Linked DNA regions of Danio rerio: region 2 is linked to region 1. Evidence: chromatin contacts called from public Micro-C data. All regions are on one chromosome and are shown on one strand. The core of a region is the stretch at or near the end of the contact, and the rest is flanking DNA. Distances in the headings are between cores, read along the strand shown. Region 1 has its middle 170 kb from the start of slc25a36a. Region 2 holds the start of epha4a (eph receptor A4a).

What was found. A called contact is a pair of places that touch in the nucleus more often than the background predicts.
Region 2: a contact with region 1 is called in a Micro-C map of caudal fin, with 2.4 times the contacts expected there. The contact joins the promoter of epha4a here to the enhancer-like site in region 1. A contact is called at or near these places in 3 of 18 Hi-C or Micro-C datasets (caudal fin, embryo and an unstated tissue) and 1 of 4 datasets of contacts at active chromatin or transcription factors (gastrula embryo).

What each region holds. Positions count from the first base shown.
Region 1 is chr2:42,954,656-42,961,827 of GRCz12tu, reverse strand. No RefSeq gene overlaps it. Among named protein-coding and RNA genes, the nearest start is that of slc25a36a, 170 kb to the right of the region's middle. Within about 2 kb of position 3,282, at least 8 of the 62 cell types and tissues checked have an H3K27ac peak or open chromatin away from gene starts, as enhancers often do.
Region 2 is chr2:43,161,553-43,168,724 of GRCz12tu, reverse strand. It overlaps epha4a (eph receptor A4a), which reads left to right and starts at 4,140. Exons shown (of 17, transcript NM_001365171.1): 1 at 4,140-4,312; 2 at 5,391-5,458. The coding sequence starts at 4,213. It also overlaps a transcript of si:ch211-122l24.6 not described here.

The DNA of each region.
Region 1 (7,172 bases), core at 2,033-4,532:
TAACACTCAAGCTCACATGCTTGATTAAAATTGCATCACATTAAAACGACATTACATTGCAGAAAATAAATCTTCTACTGTGGATTTTGGGACTGCAGCAGTAACATGAGATCATTATGTGGATGGAAATCCACAGAGACTTTCTGGAACATTGAAACGGGTCAGTACGGGTGAAACTACCAAGTCACCCACCACAGTTTATTCAGTTTTGCCATCATCCATATCATCTCTGTCTCTGAAGCAGCTCATCCCTCCTGAACTCAGCGTTAAGAACATTCCATTCTCGCAGCGCCAGTGTGTTTGTGTGTTTTGAAAGGTCTCCTGGTTCTGGGTGACCTGGAGCTGAAGTGCTGAGAATCTGCTAGAGACCTCTTCATGACTTCTCTGTAAAGACAAACAGTCCATTTCCATAGCATTTTGGGTTGGGGTCACATGTCGTGACGTTGATCCGACACGGAAAGGTCAAACGCTGGACTTGTTCAAACTTTTTTATTTTGTGCCTTAAGGAATTTAAACGGACTTTAACACTCAAAGTACAACATTTTGTTAGTTTAGAGTCTGGATAAGTCTGAAGGTTTGTTAGTGTTGTTTAACTGCTTGGCATAGGGTCACTTGTTGCAGGAGGAATTAGGTTCCTCCACAAGTGGATCATTCAGAGCTGACCTTAAAAACGTCTGGCTAGTTAACTTTCTGCCTTCTTTTGGCTCAGTAAAAACAAAATGGAATCAAGAAACGCTGATAGAACTGTTGAATCCAATGTTGCACTGCTATAGAGGAAACATTTCAAATAATAAAAATAAAACAATTTAAAGTATTTTGGACATTCATTTACTGCATTTTGGGGGTCTCAAATCAAACATTTTTGTTTTGTGTTCTCTGTGACAAAAAAAAAAAAAATAAATAAATAAATAAACTTACATTTAGTCTGTAGGGCATCACGGTGGCACAATGGGTAGCACGATCACCTCGCAGCAAGAAGGTAGCCGTTTCGAGCCCCGGCAGGGTCAGTTGGTATTTCTGTGTGGAGTTTGCATGTTCTTCCTGTGATCTCTTGAGTTTCCTCCGGGTGCTCCGGTTTCCCCCCAGAGTCCAAAGACATGTGGTACAGGTAAATTGGGTAAACTAAATTGTCTGTAGTGTATGTGTGTGAATGAGTGTGTATGGATGTTTCCCAGTGATGGGTTGCAGCTGGAAGGGCATCCGCTGTGTAAAACATATGCTGAATAAGTTGGCAGTTTATTCCGGCGTGGCAACCCTAGATTAAAAAAGGGACAAAGCTGAAAATAAAATGAATGAATGAATTTAGTCTGTAATCGTGATCAAGTACTTGACAACCAACAGAAACAATGTCAACTACTACACTGGCATGCATAATATGGAGTTTTCAGTTGTTTTTGCAAATCTGTTTTGACAACATTATCATGTATACCGGAAACCTTTCTGTTTTAGTATATTGTTATGATGTAAACATACTCATAGATGCAAGATTATTCTCTCACAATGTGGGACATTCCAGAATGGATTTTTCAAAGGTTGGAGTGATTTAAAATCCAGGGGAAGGCTCAAAAAGAGTGTTTTAAAAATGTTTTGTAAAACTATACTTATGGCAACATTACTGTCTGCAAAATATATGTTGTTTCTTGCACGTTTTGTGACACATTTAAAGGAATTTGTCCAGTCATAGATTCCAAAACTAAACATGAGTGAATGCAATTCTGACATACAAGATTTTCACAGAAGTCAGTCAAGTTTGTTGAAGGAAAAATCATGGTTTGGGGTTGGGGTGAGATCTGCAGTGTATGGCAACTTCAACAGTCTGCAACTTCAACAGTATTAAGACATTTGTGCTGCCCGTTACATGACAAACTACGGGAGAGGGCAAATTCTTCAGCAGGATAGCACTCCTTTTTATACTTCTGCCTCCATATCAAAGTTTCTAAAAGCAAAGAAGATCAAGATGCTCCAGGATTGGCCATTCCAGTCACCAGACATGAACCTCATTGAGCATGTCTGGGGTAAGATGGAGAAGGCATTGAAAATGAATCCAAAGAATCTTGATGAACTCTGGGAGTCCTGCAATAGCGCTTTCTTTGCCATTCCAGATGACTTTATTAATCAGTTATGTGAGTCATTGCAGAGATGTATGGATGCAATTGTTCAACCTCATGAGTCATACACAATATATACACTGTGCAATTTTTCTGTTCAGTGACAAGACTTTTGTCTAAGTCAGTCCTTACTGTTCTAATTAAATAATTAAAAATTAAGGCATGGTCATATTTTACTTTTATAAAATAAGTGTAATCTAGTGGCCTTTGCTTTTCATGCCTTTCATTATTTGCCACTTCTGATGCCAAATAATCAACTTAAATTCAAATTATTATTTGTTGTTCCTAAAATTTGGATAGGCAACAAGACTTTTGTCAGGTAGTGTAGACTAGAAAATAAATAAATGTTGAAATGCTGCTAGTGTATTTCAACTGGAAACTGTTCTGAACTGAATATAGTTTGTGTGTATTTTTGGGATCATTTAATTAAAGTCAGTGAACAAACACTAAACCCCATACATAGGCTTGCATAAATGATAAGAATTTTCATATTGGTGTGTACCTTTAAACTCTCTTTTCCCTATTTATAATTATAATATGGGTCAATGCAATTACGCCATATTCATTGTGATCACTAAAGCCCCCAACATATTCTCAGATTCATTTCTGTCTTTGAGTTGGATTTATTTGTTGTCCAAGAAGCTGTGTCACATATGGCCTTAATGAGTTTCTCAGTAAGTACCCTCTGACAGACATAACTTGGTCTTTGGTGCTTTTGACCCCAGCTGGACAGTTTCCGTCAACTGCTGAATGACAACACTCTGTAAAAGGCCTGATTAGGTATGTTCCATCCCCCACAAAAGTCATCAGAAAGCAAGACCACATATGTTTGTTGAAAAGACCAGCACTGCTCGTCTGACTCATTTCCGCCACTGTGAAATGTTTATTCTGAACGGTTAATTTCAGCGAACTGCTTTTGTTCAGTGAATACTTTTACTTTGTCCAACATGCATCAAACATGGCAGAATGAAACATTTACCTTGTCTTTACCTCTTACTCTATTTATTGTCTACAGTTTTGATGCAATCAATATATCTACTGTCACATTAATCGGATTCAGAAGCCATAGAGAAGGTGGTCAGCGAGTTGACTGGGGCTTTCAAGAGTCTGGTATCTGATTGCAGACCTCAGGCTGAGTCTGACTGCCGCGGTGATGATCGGTGATCACATCAGTATTCTCAGACAGGGAGACACCCTTCAGCTCTTCCCCTCTGCTTTGCTGATGAAATGCTGCCATGTCTGAGGGCAATGCTAAAAATGCAGGGAGGAGGGGGATTTACAGGTTCTTTTGTAAGCATTAAAAAAGACAGTAAGAAAAGAGGATGGGAACGGGAAGAGGAACTGATTCAAGCTAAATAGAATTCTAAATGAAGCTTGGGAGGAGCATACTTATCATAATCCTGTCAATCACAGAACGTACGCCTGTGATAATCCTGCTGACATCCACTTTCTCAATTGTACATTTCTCTTTTTTATGCGTATTTATTATTATAAAAAACAATTAAGTGTCACAGTCTTCCAGACAGAGTGTTGCTGTCTAAATAATAGTAATGGTGGTAGGGATAATTTGTGATTTTTCTATAGGTTACAGTTACAGCATGCCAGTAAGGTGATGGTCTTTATAAGTAAATTTTTATTATTTATTTATTTATTTTTTTTAAGTGGATTTAGCTGTTGAGCTGTCAGGCTATTTTTGTTAGTGTGTTGCCTCTCGTTGGGTTAACATTGGAATGAGTTTGCCCAATTCAGCCTGCAGAATTTCCGTTGGTCGTCAGTGAAAGAGCACTCTGATTGGCTGTTGCTACAAATCAGAGCGCGAGACCAAAATCTGAATTGACGAAACCAAGCAAACAATGCAAGTCAAGAGGAAACACAAAAAAATTTTTGCAAACAGTATGCATTATCAGATTTTCAGACGTATTGGCATGAGCAAACCATAGAAGTACTGTGAAAAGGGGGCAAATAGCTGCTTTGTTTATAGTTTGTATTGTGTGGAGCACTAGTTCCAGATTAACTTTGTGGAATGACAATACAGACTTCTGCCAGTGGTCCCCAACCTTTTTATCAGTGTGGATCAATCAATGCTTGACAATTTTATCATGGACCAGGGTGGGGTGGTTGTTTGTAGGTTGCTAGGCGACCATTAATTGTTTTTTTTTCAGAGGACGACAAGCTGATAAAGCTTTGCTGTCACTCTGATACAAGTTTTGTTTATGGAGAAAACTATACAAAGCACTGCAGTGTTGGGGTGTTCTGTGTTTGTCTGAGATAATAGTCTACAGAAATGTGTATATTCCATACAAGCTGAAGGGGATCAGTCAGTTCTTGTCACATGACTCGCAGTGCACTCGCGGCATGAATTTTGGCTGGGTGCATCTAGAAGGTGTCAGCGTGTCACGCCTTTTGCGTGTGCACACCTCCATTGGAAATAACGAAATTGCACAAACTCAACAGTCGATCCTCCTGCACAATAATAGTTGTTCCCCTGATTTGTTGACAAATGGATTGCAGATCCATTCCTTGATAGTTTGAGGGTCCTTCGCTGTGCCTTTTCCCACTAGCAAAAAATCCTTTCAAAGATTTCTGTTTCTTACTTATTTTGCTTCTTGTGGGTTCAATTTGGGCACTCAGGGGATCGAGATGTAAGCGAGAGAATACGGCCATTATCAAAATAAAAGATTTTTCAAAATAAAAAATAATTCAGACTCAGATAATAAATACAACATAAATAATTAATGATTTATTTTACAGCCCGGTACCAATTGATCCACGGACCTGTACTGGTCCGTGGCCCGGTGGTTGAGGACCACTGATTTACATGACGATATTGTTTTTGGAACTGACAAATGCATAAATTTGAAAATGAGTTTCAAAGTGGGAGTTTTTGAAAATGCATCTTTTTCCAGGCATGTAAAACACCCTAATGGTACTGTTTCCTAACCAAGTGACCGCACCAAATACTCGTCTGGCATACGCAGTACATGCTAATCTTTAGAAATGTTGTTGTAGATTTAATTTATTTTTTATTTTTTTAAATGCAAAGAAACAACATTTCCAGGCTCATTGTGGATACGCACCCAGGTCTGCATTTCTGGAGACATCGAAATATGTACCCAGAGCTACATCTGCTTGCAGTTTTGGTTCCACATATCCAAAAGCAGCCGCTGTGTACATTTTTATTGATCTCAAATTTCTGTCATGAAAAAATGCCTTTTTCACATTTAAATTCAGCAAAGGCCACAATATGCATTTCAGTTGACCAGCTTGATGTTGACTGACTGACTTAATGTTTTCAAAAGCAATCTGGAAAAAAAAGCCGCCCTAGCTATGTGATTTTACCAAATTTTCAGATTTTATCACATTTTTAGCCTGTTTTTTTTTTTTTTTTTTTTTTTAAAGCTTTTGCTTTATCTGGTTTCTGGAACTATTCTTCGTCAGACTCGAACCCTGCCGTCATGGTCCACTCCACTCCACGTCCCAAGTCTATTGGCATAAGTGGCTAGCATATAACACCAGAAAAGCCGTCCATACGGAGGTAAGCGGTCAGCAGTAGTAACAAATAAAATAAAACGCTGTCAGCGGCGTCATACCACCCTATAGTATTTGTTTTACAGATAAAATGCAGAGAGATGTACCTCTGGGTATATATTTTGCGGTCTCTTTTTTATTTTATATTCAACAGAACAAAAAACATTAGTTTGGAACAAGTCAATGGTAAGTAAATGATGGCTGAATTTTGGGTAAGCTATCTCTTTAAGGTTGTGTTTAGCCAACTGCTATACCATTCCCATAGAAACATAATGCCTGAACTGCTCCTGAAAAGTTCATATTTTGTTAATTTCCAAGATATTTCCAGCATAAGCAATCGGTCGTTGCTGGCCATCCATCTTCTTACCATATGCTAGTAAACAGTTGTTCCCAACTTTGGATTGTCTTTCAGTACTTTATGTTTGTATATGGTGAGCTCAGGCATGTGTTGAGGAAACTGAAGCTGCTTGTATGCCGTTTTTACAGCTGCGCGCTTTGAAGGCTGCTGTTATCAAATCCCAATGCTTTTCACCATGCTTGTTCACTGTTTACATATCATTTATGGAATTTCTTCTCCTATAAAACATCAACAGAAAAGTTTGCAGCATTAAAGCTTTTTTTTTTTTTCTTCCTTTAGACCTTATCATCATCTACATTGTCTGGAAGTCCAGTACAGCGGCAGCACAAACAAAACAGACAAAGCTCATGTTTAGATGATGCTATCGTCTCAGTTTCAAAGCTAAAGTGATTTATGTCAGCTTCCTAACATGTCTGTGCCTGCTTTGGCTCATTGAGGCATTGTAAAGTGCGTTCACTCCATTCAGATCAAAACAGGAAGTACAAACAACGCACAAACAACAGCCTAATCGCTTCCTGTCAGAGGTCTTTTGCGGAGCACGACCCATAAGAAAACAACAGCGCCGTTGGTCAGATGGGGAGATAAAGAAAGGCCATCTCTTTCATCATTTCCCATCTTCTCAAGCACAATGTTTTGCAAACATGTTTATAGTTGTAAGAGATACATATTTTGCGAGCACCCACACACTATGGTTATGGACAGCGGCCAGCAGAACATATTACAGCTTCAACCCATGTGCTCTTGCCCACACACAGTGACACTGGCATGATCTATAGGGAGAATCCCATTAAAATATACACCCGGTCAGATTTATAGCGAGCATTGACTCCCCAAAAAAGATCATTAGATGATCATGTTGAATTTATGTGTATATATGCTCAAGTACCTTTCGAAATAGTGCCTGGGGATGTGAATATGTCTGTTGAAACTTGTGTACCTGTATATTGAACTGTGCACTATGTGCTTTATGTTCATGTGTAGATGTGTGTATGGAGGGGTTGAAGCCGTGGAGAATTGGAATCTGGGTTATTTATGTATTTATGTTGTGTTTGTGAAATCGTACTGTAGTCTACAGGAGTCTGCGTGTCTTCTTGAACTTGTATTTATTTGTGTTGCGCCTAAGGCAAGGGTTGAAACTAGAGGTCTGAAAATCCCTCGGGGTCAAGAATGGAGCTATA
Region 2 (7,172 bases), core at 2,891-5,390, 210 kb before region 1:
GGCTCGGAGAACAAAACCGAGTGTGGGGGCGCCGTTCAGGGAATTCAGTCAGGAGACCTGAGAATCCAGCAAGAGAATGGAAAATGATCTGACGGTAATCAATCAAAAAAAACGGTGACACAAATGACCAAACACAAGGGCCCAGAGCAAAGCCTTGCACAAACACACCCCTGGCTGTGGCGATTCTCCGCCCACCGGGCAAAACGCAATCAATAGGCCTTCGCCTGATATAAGCAGAAGCGATTGGTGGAGAGCACTCAACGTGCACCGCCCCTTCTCCAACTAATTGCGCCTTTATGATTGCGCAGTCTCTCGTGTAGATCGAGAAAATAAAACGCCATTCTTTTGGTCAAGCTGAGTGACAATCGATGTTGGGCGCCCATCTCGAAACGCCAGATGCTCCGCCCGACTTCATTATGTCAGGCGAGATGGTTTCGCCTGAGCAACGGCCTCGGCACAAAGCGCTTCGATCGTGGCCCTAGAGACTAAGTCCCGGACGTCACCTGCTCCTCAGCCTAATGCTATTAAAAAACGAGAGATCCCAGAGAGGCCCCCAAACACGCATATGGAAAAGAACAAAAACGTAGCTCTTACTATACGTAAACAGGAAACTGTTGCTGTGGTCAGACGAATCTTGAATGTTAAAGTTGGAGAAGGCGGTGGAACGGTTTTCAAGACGTCAACTAATCAAAAGAAACCAAAAGACAAACAAACTAAAACTAAAGTCACATATTTTACCCTACACTTGGGTAAATAATAATAAACACATTTTAGAAACTTGAACTTTTCATTAGCATAGTAGAAAATGGATTTTGAAACTAATAAGTTTTGTTTATTGTTTAGCAGATGTTCAGAAAGTCTTCAGAAAATGTGCAAAATCACAAAATATTTAACACAAGCTGTTTTTCCCATTTCTTTTCTGAGTGTAATTATGTAGTAAATAAAATTTGTTTATAAAGCACATTTAACTTTAGTTTGGCACTGACCAAAGTGCTGAACAAAACCATAACACACAATCTAAAACAGTGAAATAACAATGAACGTAATATTAATAATAATAATGATATGACAACAACAATGTACAATAAAGATTACAAGCCAGGAAGGTGATAGAATAAAATGTGTCTTAAGTCTGGGCTTAAAAATAGAGGGAGAAGAAGAACTTGTAATGTCCGGTGGCAGCTGGTTCCACAAACGTGCAGCAGCGACTGCAAAGGCTCTATCTCCTTTAAGGTTATGTCGTGGCATAATTGTAGTGCTTTATTAACCAAAAGTAAAATCTTGAACTGAATTCTAAAATTACAGGAAGCCAATGGAGGGCTGCTAAAACTGGTGAAATATGAGCATGCTTTTTGGTACCTGTTAAAAGTCTCGCTTCCGCATTTTGAACCAACTGCAACGTGCCAATGAAGATTGAGGGAGACCAAAGGAATTACAATAGTCTAGGTGAGATGTAATAAGAGCATCTATGACTTTTTCCAGATCTTGAGAGGAAAGTATGGAGATGATCCCAAGCTGATAGTTATTATTCTTAACCACTGAGCTAATTTGAATGCAATGAAATGCTCAATTCCAGAACTCAGAGTATGTTTACATAATGATGTGCTAAAAATGTAAAAGATTTAATTTGCATTTTTGAATTGTTACAAGTAAACAAATTTTCAAAAATGAACACTATTCTCATAAAAACTTCAAAAAAAAAAAACAAAAAAAAAAACAGATTAACGAAAAACACTGCCTTACACATGCCAGACCAGTAATTGGTAACATCAATGTACAGAAAAAACTGTCTCATAAAGGTTGCCAAGTACTTACACCTTGCACAAGATTTTTGACTAAGCATAAAATATGAACTTTTGGTGATATGCACTTATGCACAATTTTCACAAAATCATGTCGTTGCATTCCAAAGACACACTATGCACTTATGCACTATAGCACCTACACATCATCCATATTTAGTGCACTTGTTTCTTTTAGAGTTTTCAGTATGAACGCACTACCTAGTTATATTACAAAATGGCATAGAGCAGTGCATTACAATGAGATTCAGGACACACTTCATGTTTTGTACTGCACATAGAGACTATAATTGTTTTCAAATTTAGCATTGTAAAACCTTAAAACCAAAATATTCTGCAAGTAGTTTGGCCGAAACTAATAAAACTTTTGTTTTTAGTTTAAATTGTTGTCAACTTTTATTTAAAGGTATGTACATAAGAAATGGAAAGATGGTAATTAGTCCACAAATTGTGTTTGAGGCTTTAATGATTAATGATATTTTAATTTATCAAGACTACACAAAGGACAAGCATATGGGATTTTTATATTGGGATTTATTTAAATATTTACTTTCAAAAATGGTCATAATGCCATACATACAGTATTGCATACTGTGGATATAACCAATGAAGCATTTCAAATAAATAAATACTTTGTGCACACATTACATTCTGAATAAAAATATGTGAAGTATAAATGTAATCTCCACTACATTCACCATGTTGTGTTTTTAGTCTGCTTCTTGAATTCAAAAATATGTATGTTGTCATGTATATTGTTTTTGCCTATATAATAGTATGGAACTACACCGTTTCGTTTGCAGCTTATGCTTTACATAATAATTTATGTAAGCAAAAACAGTTCACTTTATTCCAGCATGAACATTTATCTTCTAGTGACACAACAATGAAGTGCTGCCACAACTGTTAATGTTAAAGTATAAACTTTGCCTTGTCTCTTTCAGATCCATCAGCCTCGAGGGCGGATCCCAATAGCTCAAGTCTGTTGCTCTCCCTTGCGACCCATCCATATGCAAACACGCTGTTGTCAAAGTTGTCAGCACACAGTCAACCCGACACCCTTTACAGGATGTGGATTGGCTCGTCAGGTGGGCGCAAGCAAGTACGGTACAAAGCGGGAAGCGAAATCGGCGCATCTGCTGCTATTGATGGAATTCTAGGATGGAAAAGACGCATTTGGTGCGCAACTCTAACTCTGTGGGCGTCATGAAACGCTTGATTGACAGGGGCAGGATGAGGTCGTGGAGTGTAGGCGTCCAGTTGATAAAGGCATAAAGGGTCTCATCCTAACATTTAATAACTTTTAGGCTTTGTAGTAACAGCAGTGCTCGATGCGCGGATGAATCTCTCTTTTGATGCTTTTTAAGAAGTTGACGCAGTTCACAAAACGGGTTTTGAAAAAGTCGTTGAGGGCTCAGTCGGCCTGACTGATGCTTATTCACACAACAAACGTATCAATACAACGTAATCGGAAAAAAAATAAAAAAAAATATGCTACATGATCCATATCAATAAGGTGATAAAATATGCGTCCACGTTAGGTTTTATTGTTGTGCCGCACAGCAATGCTGAATGATATGAAAGTTTTGAATCATTTAGAAATGATCAGATTTGCGATGACGAGTCAGACTTTTGTCTCAAACTGTAGCACAAAAACACTGCAGTATAGGAATAGTCAAATAATTATATCAGAATAAGCAAACAGTCATGCGTTTTCAAATATAATTCCACTCTGTTATGTAAGTGTTTAATTATTCATTAAATGTTTAAATGTGTACAGTTTCCTCCTAATGACCTGCCTATTAGCACTGTGATAAAAGTATTTAAGCACGACCTAGAAAGTTTAGAAACTGATTTTTTTTATTGAGCGCCGTGAATTAGATGGATAAATAGCAAACACTAGACGGCGCACTTGCTCTTCCCGTTATAAAGCTGTTCGACTCAACTTTAATGACTTGCGCGCTTCATACAGTTTTTGCATGACGTGTACCGCTATAATAATTTTGACCATGGTATTACCCATATATTATGAACTATGATCGGCTGGTAAAAGCAGCCCCTTTCTCTTCCTTTATGTATTTTCTGGCGCGTTCTCCTTAACGCGCGCACGCTCTGCATTCTCACACACAGGCGAGCTGAGTTGTTTTATGATTGCGCAATAGATTGAAAGAAGGACTTTTTATTTTTATACAATTCTTTCAATTATCATATACCTGAAAAATGGGCTGGCTATTTACCCGAATGGATGGACTGTTGACTTTTGGTGTCTCGCTGTGACAGGCACGTCAGGCAGTAAAGATCCGCCCCTCGGCGGTGTTCAGCAGCGCTGCGTGCATCACTCTCAAACGCTAATTCCACCGGGACAGACGCAACTTCGGTCCGCGCGCGGAGCGGAGGAGACGCACACGAAATGACACCAATGGCTGCGCTTGTGTTCACAGCGACTTTTGCGCTAATAATCTGGATACCGACTTTCGCATTAACCGCACGGGTCTACCCTCCTAATGAAGGTAAGGATTTACCAAAACCCAAGGAAATTTCAACAAGAGTTATGTTTTGTTGTTGTTTGGTATGCCACTTGGGACCGAGAGTGGCACAGCGCTATGACTGCCATTTGTTTTATTCATTTCGACACTTTATCTCACCAGCGAAAAGGAATTATATAACGTTTTTTTTCTCCGAAAGTCCCTTTGGGTATCTCCAAGTGTCTGCGGTTCCCAAAACCCGCAGATCAAATGGAAAGCTGAGCCGTTTCTTCTTCTTCTTCTACTTCTTCTTCTTCTTCAAAAGAAGTTTAAACTCGGACACTAATTGGGAGTAAACACTGCTTGTGCTTCGACCGATTTCCAATTTTGTTGGAAGTTTCTTTTTATTTATTTATTAATTTATTTTTGTTTCGTGATATATGCAGGGATTACCAGAATTGAAAATAGTCCACAATTCTCCTGTCAATTATTACATTTATTTACATTAAATGCGCGAATCTACAAAAAACGCGGACGGACAAATGATTTCAGCGTTCCAATACAATTTGTAAAAACCTAAAGTCTCAGTTGAACTCGCATGCTTTAAATACTTCAATCGTAAGGCTTTGTTTTGGAATTTGCTATATATATATATATATATATATATATATATATATATATATATATATATATATATATATATATATATATATATATATATATATATATCACTAATTTAAAAGCTCAAATGAACAGTAATTTTAATATAATCTTTACATTCATCACACTTATTATTTTACTGTCTCAAAAGACCTAATTTAGCTTGGACAATAGCCAACTTAGGATGCTGATTTAAACAATACACAATCATGCCATAATCAGAATCTTTAAAATGCATACTTAAGCCAAATGTTCTGTATTATTTAACCATAACCAATAGATAGATTCTTTGTGACCCTTAATCAGTGTGCTTTGAGAAAATGGAGAGTTTAATAACTGTGCAGTTAGGAACAAAAGCGTAGCGGCAGAAACAAGTTTTGATGACTTACAAGGTAGTTTGATCTAGTCATAAAGAGGTTGATGATCCATTTTCAGTGACTCATAGCATTTTGTCTTTCCACAGTGACACTGCTGGACTCGAGAACTGTGCAAGGAGAATTGAAATGGGTTGCAAGCCCGACGGAAGGAGGGGTGAGTCTACAGAGGACAAACAATGTTGCTTTTTCTTCAGTTTTTGTGTGGAAAAATTCCTCTTAACAACTCTTGAAGGTGTTGATTGTTTTTGAGAGCTATTTTTATACATTTGAAATTACAGGAATTAGAATAACCCATTTTGCACAGTAGAATTGCTGTTCTAATAAAACTAACAGGTACAAGGTCTAACCAAGGCCTGGTGTTGTGCCAAAAGCATACCAAAAAAGTGATGGAAATTGATTTAACAGGCATCACACTGTATTAAATCAGTATTTTCTGCATTAGTGCATAGATGAGCGCAGACAGTTAATGAAATCTGCACACACATCCATAATTATAAAATCTGAGAGATGAAATGGCTTTGTTCTTATAATTTGATGTTTCATACAGACTGAGAAACGGCTTAAGTTTAAGTGCTTGCGCTCATGATAATTCATTTAGAGATGCTGTGCTTTGTAATTATAATGTTAATGTTTTTTTTTTTACCTTATCTGTAGGTTAGCGTCTTATATTTAGTAACTTTCTGGTACTTGGTGCAGTGTACTAAGCATATATGACAAAGAAATTATGTTTTGACTAAAATGGGTATGATTAGGGCTTACACAAATACAGTACAGTATGAATGTGCTGATGTTTAAACATTATGAGATTTTATTGCTATTTGTTTCCTTTAAAAATCATTGCTGTTTACCTAAAATTAAACACGTTCTGTAATTATATAGAATGTTTACCTGTTTGGTCAGTTTACTTCATGATATTCATACTTGATTTCACTTATTATGCTGTAAAAAAATACAAATATAGCAATTTTAAAGGATTCTTTTATATGTAAATGATTATTGTTAGTGTGTTTTTATGTATTAGTGTAAAATGGGCATTGTAATCAGCATTTTATATATATATATATATATATATATATATATATATATATATATATATATATATATATAATTATTACAATGCCATTTTACACTTATACATAAAAACACACTAACAATAATTATTTACATATAAAAGAATCCTTTAAAATTGCTATATTCTTTTATAATATATATTATTTATTTAGTCTAAAATGGCATCAGTACTTTATGCATGCTTTTATGTAATTTAAAAAAAAAATTGTTTCGTTTAAAATATGTAAATCAGTCTTTTCAAAGCTGCGTGTAGTTATTTATCAGCGATTTAATTGAATATGCCACAATTAGGCTTCTTTGTTTTCTCTCTACACACTTTGGTTAGTTTCAGGTCTAATAGTGAACTTGGCATTTGGAGAAATGTGGTCCCCCCCACTCTCTGCTGCTTTATCTCATCAAAACCATTTGATTGACAGGGTCCCGACAGAGCCCCCTCTCGCACGCAAGTGGGCCAAATGTACAGCTTTATCAGTGTGACAGCTGGGATTTCTACACTTACGACTTACAAAGAGTAAAAAGGCGAGAAGAAAAGACACCGTCATAGATCGTGACAGGCCTTTTCAAAACTCTCCTTCATTGCATACATCTCATTTGAAACTCTCACCAGCAGGAAGCGTCAAACTCTAGGCCTCAAAGTATTACAATGGCCTAATATGGGATTAATGGCGACCAGGAAATCAGGGCGTTTTTGTAAAGAATTATGGGCACTGTGTTTGTTTGGTGAATGCGCAAGGGTGTTGGTAATGTTGTATTATTATTGGAACTCTTAAACGTCTATTTTTCCAGTCACTACAACC